2 separate regions of the Anas platyrhynchos genome follow, and region 2 is linked to region 1. The links are chromatin contacts, called in public Hi-C maps. All regions are on one chromosome and are shown on one strand. The core of a region is the stretch at or near the end of the contact, and the rest is flanking DNA. Distances in the headings are between cores, read along the strand shown. Region 1 overlaps CWC15 (CWC15 spliceosome associated protein homolog). Region 2 holds the start of C1H11orf97 (chromosome 1 C11orf97 homolog).

Evidence for each region. Hi-C and Micro-C count contacts between places; a contact is called where the count stands out from the background.
Region 2: a Hi-C map of subcutaneous adipose tissue shows a contact between it and region 1, with 4 times the contacts expected there. The contact joins the promoter of C1H11orf97 here to the enhancer-like site in region 1. A contact is called at or near these places in 4 of 8 Hi-C or Micro-C datasets (F1 follicle, liver, skeletal muscle and 1 more).

The regions. Positions count from the first base shown.
Region 1 is chr1:195,860,672-195,864,194 of IASCAAS_PekinDuck_T2T, forward strand. The region is part of intron 6 of CWC15 (CWC15 spliceosome associated protein homolog); the gene reads left to right. Among named protein-coding and RNA genes, the nearest start is that of CWC15, 10 kb to the left of the region's middle. Within about 2 kb of position 2,135, at least 6 of the 8 cell types and tissues checked have an H3K27ac peak or open chromatin away from gene starts, as enhancers often do. A contact at or near this core is called in F1 follicle and subcutaneous adipose tissue, where this site is marked.
Region 2 is chr1:196,004,803-196,008,166 of IASCAAS_PekinDuck_T2T, forward strand. C1H11orf97 (chromosome 1 C11orf97 homolog) reads right to left here and starts at 1,733. Exons shown (of 4, transcript XM_072032776.1): 1 at 1,403-1,733; 2 at 676-780. The coding sequence starts at 1,583. ANKRD49 (ankyrin repeat domain 49) reads right to left here. Exons shown (of 3, transcript XM_072032775.1): 3 at 3,248-3,364.

The sequences.
Region 1 (3,523 bases), core at 885-3,384:
AAAGGTTTCCTATGTTGTCTTCAGGGGTGCAATCTGTCTAGGTAATGCTGTTTCCTGTGTCCTTAAAATAAGGCGTTATTAACAAAGCATTTCATAATCATTTAATATAAATCCCCTTTCATAGGATATATGTGGATTTTGTATTATCACGTGTTGCAAACTGTAATTTAAACCTAATTTTGTAAGTAACTTTATATTAGTCGTGTAGCCGATTTCAGGATAACATCTCATATAAGCTGTTAGTTGTAGCTGCCGTTAACCCTAAGCCAGGTAAACAGTTGGTTTATCTGCTGGAGCAGCGTTGTCCCCAGTGGACGGGTTGGGTAAACTGGTGGCAAGGCAAAAGGGAAACAGCAGGGAATGCCTCTTCACTCTGCTGCACATTGTTCTCACATCTGTTCAGTGTTATAACAGGCAGATTAATGTGCCCGTGCATCTTCTTGGAAAAGATGACATAGCTAAAATGTAGCACTCGATCCCAAAATTGTGCTATATGTGGATCTTTTCCTTGTACTTCAGTTACACTATCCAGCAATGTTACTGCAGTTATTTCTGAGACTTTATTTAAAGTAAATGCTGTATTTCTGTTACCTGTTTCACTGGTCACTTTGGTGCTCAGTATTGAAGTTGCCATGGGAGGAGGACTGTTCCTTTTAAAGTGTGTTTCTGGTCAGGCAGTTAAAAAAATGGGAAATAGGAACGTGCTATTTTTCGGTTCATCATGTTCTGTGTTAACTTCCCTCATGTGGTAATGCCAATCTCCACAAAAAACCTCTGATTTTGGTAAATGTTAGTGTGAAGAGGTCCTAACTTCCTTAATGCTGGTATTTCCTTTAATCTGTGAAGGAAATAGTTTTTTAACAAAATAAAAGATTGCTGTCAAAGCCTATTAATAATCTCAAAATGCTTTCATTCCCTTTAACTTTTAGAAACAAAACAATTACTATAAACTTCTTAAAAAGCTGATTGGGGACAGAAGTTGTTCTGACTTTTCTCCTGCCCTCTGCAATATGAACCTCTTTAACCAATTTAAACCTAGCTCGTTTCTAGTAGAGACTGAACTGACCAGCAGATCTTAGTTTTGGGAGCCATTTCCATGGAATAATCCTGGATCTGTCTAAAACTGTACAAACACAGGAACTGCTGCCTGTGCTAACCATCCACAGATAGCTTTCGTGGGACCACGTTTCAGTATTCCAAATTCAGCGTTACAGCATTCCTAATTTCCAATTTTCAAAACTTCCTTAAAAGGTAAATTGCAATAATTAAAAGCAAACCTCAAACCAGCGAGCTGCTGAATGTACAAGCACAGTTCCAGCAAAGCTATTTTAGCATCCAGTCATTTTATGCTTATCTGAGCACAGACTTAAAGTTTCTGGCTGGCTCTATTACAGTTTCTTTTCACCCAGTGCTTCTCTGTAACTGGATGTATTTCTTTAATGGCTAAAGGAGATCTCAGCTCTGTCCTGTGTTGTAGCCTCAGCTTCTCTCAATTATTACATTAAATGAGTCTTGATTTTAACCCTTTCACTTAAATTTTAAGTATATAACTAAAACTGGAGCGCCAAATTGGTGATTAAGGAAGGATTTCAATGAAGAAGCAGATGTTGGAGTATATTTCTTCATTAAATGTTTGTGAGACATGCTGGCAGTGCTTACCCTTGTCAAAAACTAATGATAACATCTTATCACTTGTGGGGAGAATGACAACAAATCTGCATATAGGCACTGCAATTACTCTGTATGTTTATTTTTTGGAGTTTCAAACAATTATTTGAAACACTGTATTGCACAGAGTTAGTGATCTGGGTGGGATTATGTTACTGGGGTTGATCTCTGCACTGTTAAGTTTTGCTCTATGCTGCTAAAGGACCCTGCTGGCATAGTTTGTCATTCAAAAAATATCACTTAAATAAGGTTTTGTGATTTTTTTAACCTTCAGTGATACAGGAATATTTCAGATTTTCTGCAACAACTCCGTTTCTGCGAAAACTGAGCAGGGTAACTTATTTTAATACAATGGAGTCATTTCAGGAATTTCAGCACTTTTCTGCAAAAGTAATCTTGCTCTGTGCGAAGGGTAGCAGCTATACTAGAAGAAATATAACCATGGTAACAATACTGTTTTTCTTTCCTTTGCGGTCAGAAACAAGTATGCCAAGGGACAGTTATTCTTGCAGCAAGATAAGGAATGATTGTTCAGTCCAGGTTAATGCAGCTTTTTCTGGTTTCCCCCGCCCCCCCATGATGAGTTCAGGCGTGCAGTGGAGGCTTACTGTGACTCACACTTCACACAGCATCGGCTCTGTCTGCTTCCTTGGGGCACGGGGCTCCCTCTGCCAGTCCAGTTTTATTCCCCACACCACAATATTCCTCTTCTCTTACCTCTGCCACTACCACGGGGGCAGCAGAGGAAGGAGCTGCTTCCCACCAACGTGGCTGGTTTCTGAGTCATCCCTGCAAGCAGTTGGTAAAGCGCTGCTGCATGTAGTGATGGAATAACCTGCAGCGTGGTGTTTTTTTTTTCCTGTAAGAGTTTAGGAAAAGAATTGTATGCCTCATCTCGAAGAACGGAAAGGCAGACAAAGAAATGTTATTTTTAAAAGGGTGGAGTAAACAGAGAGAGGCTATTCTCCCCCTTAGGCTTTTCTCCCGTTGTAGGTTTGTTGTACCCAGAGTGTTTTAACCTAATCTGCCTTTGTTCCACCATGTAGGAGAACGGTGCAGGCTTTGGAGGAAGCCGAACCGTTTATTTTGCAAACAGCTGTGCTGTGTCGTGCCCCAGAGGTGTGAGGCTCAGACAGCTGGGAAGCTTGTGTCTGCTCTGTTGGGTTTGATACAAGCCATGCTCCGTTGCCTGGAGGAGTGGGCAGTGGAAGATTGATGTGGAAAATTCTGAAATGTAACGAAAACCTTTTTTTGGCTGGAGATGAGGGGTTTTACAGCTCTGGCCAGAGTGTATAAATTAGCCTGAGTGTAAATGTCAGCTTTACAGCCCCGTGAGTTACACCTCGGGTTTCCTCCGTGCCTGAGATACAGAATTGAATAACCAACCTATTTCGTACTTTCTGCATACCTTCCCGGGGAGGTTTTAGTAGAGCTAAATGATACAAAAGTCTTCAAGACTCATCTTCAGAATGAGCCTACTTCCTAAATCTGGAATGATGGAATTCCAGCAATAAGCCACCGCGTGCGCCACATCGTCTTTGTGAGGTGACTGATGTCTTACTCAACAGATCCGTTCCCCATTTGTTTTCAGCCTCTAATCCGTTGATCTTTAATGACAAAGATAACGCAGTTTGTTCCTACTTGTAGTTGTGCTGTCTCTGCAGGTCTAAAAGCAGGGTTCTGTTCGCCAGCAGAGCGGCGGAGCAACCAACAACGTGCCCAGGGGCTGTGCGGTGTCGCTTGCAGCAGAAAGGGAAAATGGATCTTTGAAATAAGATTCCTGGATGTTTTCTACAACTGCTGTCTCTCGGAAAGATCTGACAGCTTCTGTTGGCACTGTGTTCTTAGTAGTTTC
Region 2 (3,364 bases), core at 483-2,982, 140 kb after region 1:
GAATCTAATTGATCTTTCTTAGATTGTTCCATCATTAGGCTCTTTTTGTTAAAAAATGCTAATTGTTTTTATTCTGATCTTCTAATTTTTACCTCCAATTCTCAGAATTAAGTTTCTTATCTAGACCAAACACCTTGTTCCCTCTTAGACTTTCATTTCTTCATTTGCCTACTATAGTCAAGTAGTTCCATAACCTTCAAACTGCCCGAACAGACTGATTTTCTACTTGCCTTCACTGTTTTCCTGTCCTTGATCTAACCTTATTCATTCTTACCTCAACTTCTTTTCAACACCAACTTCAGAACTGGATGAAGTATTCTAATAACTACAGCACCTCTTTCAAAGAAAGATGTAATAAACCTCTCTAGCACTTGGTATTTGCTTCTGTTTTATTAAACTGATAGATCATATGGAATTACATGTTCTCAACAATTATGTTCCCAATAATTTCAGGCTAAAAAATAGTAGAGACTATATGCAATTCTTCTGTTTCTGAATGTTCCCCAGATCATTCCATGAATGTTCTAGGCTGTTTTTGTTGTTGTTGCTCGGTTGGTTGGTTGTTTTTTTGGTGGTTTTTTTTGTTATAATCAGTAATTTTGCTGCAGTTCTCAAAACATCTTTTGTTCCATTTGCCCTGACAAACACTTTTCATTTGCTCGTAAGGAAGATGACCTGCAGCTGGATGTTTAATGCTGTATTCTTCTTTCTGAAAATAAAGCTCTTCTTGAAGGATTTCTTTAACTCTCCTAGATGGCTCAACATACACAAATTTCTTCCCTGTTAGCAAAACACATTACAAAAGAACCAGTTATTTAGTGTTAGGCCAGAGGTTGGACTCAATGATCTTGAGGTCTCTTCCAACCTAGAAATTCCGTGATTCTGTGATTTTACCCACGTCTCCCACCCCAATCTCAATATGCTTTGCTGAATGTAATTTTATCCTGTCCCGTTCTACTTTTATCTTTCACACACCTTACGACCAATTTACAGACGTGATAGGGTTCAGACATGCCCGGACCCACAAGGGATTCCTCACAGCAGTACCACAGCGGGTACCTAAAGGGGAGCACTGCAGGATTCAGAGGGAGCTGAAATCCATGGCAGCGAGCCAGGCACCTGGGAGAAGGGACAATGGGGTCCCTCCATGAGCAGCCCCAGCTGGAGCAGAGTGCTTCCAGGGGGACATGAAGGAAGCCCCCGAGATGTCCTTGCTGAAGGGGACGCCTCACAACATGTCACCCCTAAAAAAAGGCAGCGCACAGCAGTGCAGCCCTGCATGAGGCCACCACGGAGGCGGCCTGGGGAGGGATGCGACGCTTTCCTTCCCCATCTCCACCCTCCAAAGCTTTCTGGGGACCCATGACGGGGCAGGACCCCTGAGGAAGAAGCCGGAGCCCACCCCCGTGGTGCCCAGAGAGCCGGGGAGGGGACCCTGAGGCGGACAAGGGGCAGTGAGGCGAGCCGGGGGCCGCCGCGCTCACAGGGCTGCCCGCCTCTCGCCGCCTCGCCGCGGCTATCGCTGCCCGTCTCCTCGGCTTCCCCCGCCGGCTGCGGGCCGCTCGCCGCCGCGCCGCGGCCATCGCTGCCCGTCTCCTCGGCTTCCCCCGCCGGCTGCGGGCCGTTCGCCGCCCTCATGGCCACCGTGCCCGGCCAGCTGCGAGCCGCGCGGCTCCGTTGCCATAGGAGCGGGGATGGGCGGGGACGGGCGGGCCGCGCCCCGCCAGCGGCTGCCCGGCGCCATCTTGTGGCTGCCCTAGGGGCGATGTTCTGTAGCGGGCTGTGCCGCTTTTGCTTTCCGTCAGCGCTGAGGTGTTTTGCGCCTTCCACTTTGACCTAAAAAAAAAGGCCTTTGACCTTTTACCTCCCGTTCTTTTTAGTCAAAAAAATCATGGATGAGCCCCCGGTGCAAAGGCGTCCTGGGGTCGCTGTGTGGGGACCTAGGGTTGCCTCATGCCGCCATGGGGCACAGGGCAGGCTACAGTCCATGGTTTATCGTTAAACATCACTCATGTGGGGCAGGCAGCATTACACACACAGGTATGCACACACATCACTGCTGCTTTGTGTCCCTAGAAAGTGTTGCCACTACCCTAACTTTTAAAAGGATGTCACATTTTATGTCAATCTTCAGACTGAGACTGATAAAGACAGAAGGATCCAGCTTGACTGGATCGACTTACAGGAGCATTCGCTTGATTTTAATGGCACTTGTTGTAATATAAGGCACCTTGAAACTTTGATAGGACTGAGGTGGCATTTTGACTCCACTCATCTTGCTGCTGTGCATGCTATGAAGAAGAGCATCTTGCAGGTACCACAGCAAGCAGAGTGCTGCCAGATAGCAGCAGATGAGTACACCAGCAAGCTGTCCCACTCACCCAGCAGAGAGATTTGCCTTGTGACAGCTTCCTTGAAGCCAGAACTTGGCATACAGGAAGTGAGAATCTGTAAGATACAAGCCATGTCTAGTTAAACCAATGCACAATGTAATCTGTTCCTCATTAACGCATTTCAAAGCATATGTCGTTCACAAATATCCTGAAACCAAGCTTTCAAAATACCAAACATTAAAAATTACTTTGTACAATTCACATTTCAAAGGCAGTTCTCTATTTTTTTTTTTTTTTAACAGAATCGCAACACAGGGCTCCAGGAAAGACATGGTGATGAACATGCCCTCCAAAGATGCTTGATCAGAGGACCAAATAAATGCCTCAGAGGACAAAGGCCGACACATTCCAGCCTTGCTGCTGCTGCTACAAGTGTGCTTCAGACCTGTTAGTGGTGTCTGGAAGGAGCTTGGGATCACTCAGTAAGGTGTCTGCACAGGAGAAGATGTTTTCTTACAGTTGTCTTGCTGAGAGACCATATTCCAGGCCTTACATTCATTTTCTAGTTCAATTTGATTAACAAATAGAAGCAAGTTTCTCCACTCCTATACTATAAATGGGAAAGTTGGAGCTCTCACACCGCATGCCTTTAACATGGGAAATCCTGTAGTATGCTAATTCCTGCACAATACAATGCTTTACCAACCAACCTCCACCAATTTCAGTTTGGTTAAGCCACGGCAGTCAAATCTGAGTTTGAACTAGCAATACTAGCTTTAAATAATTTGGCACAATAACATGGTGTCTGTTCATCCTCACACAGTTGAGGTTCCTATGAATAATTCTTTTGATTTATGAACAGACAATCACATTGGTTATTGAGATTTCAATTAAAAATATGACAATAGAATACATAGGGTTGACTGTTTTATTTTATAATAGGCCTTACAACAGATCACAGCATTTTGTGTATCACCCAAATAAGTTACATTCATACTGAGCTTTCATGCAATTTCTTAAAAAATTAAATT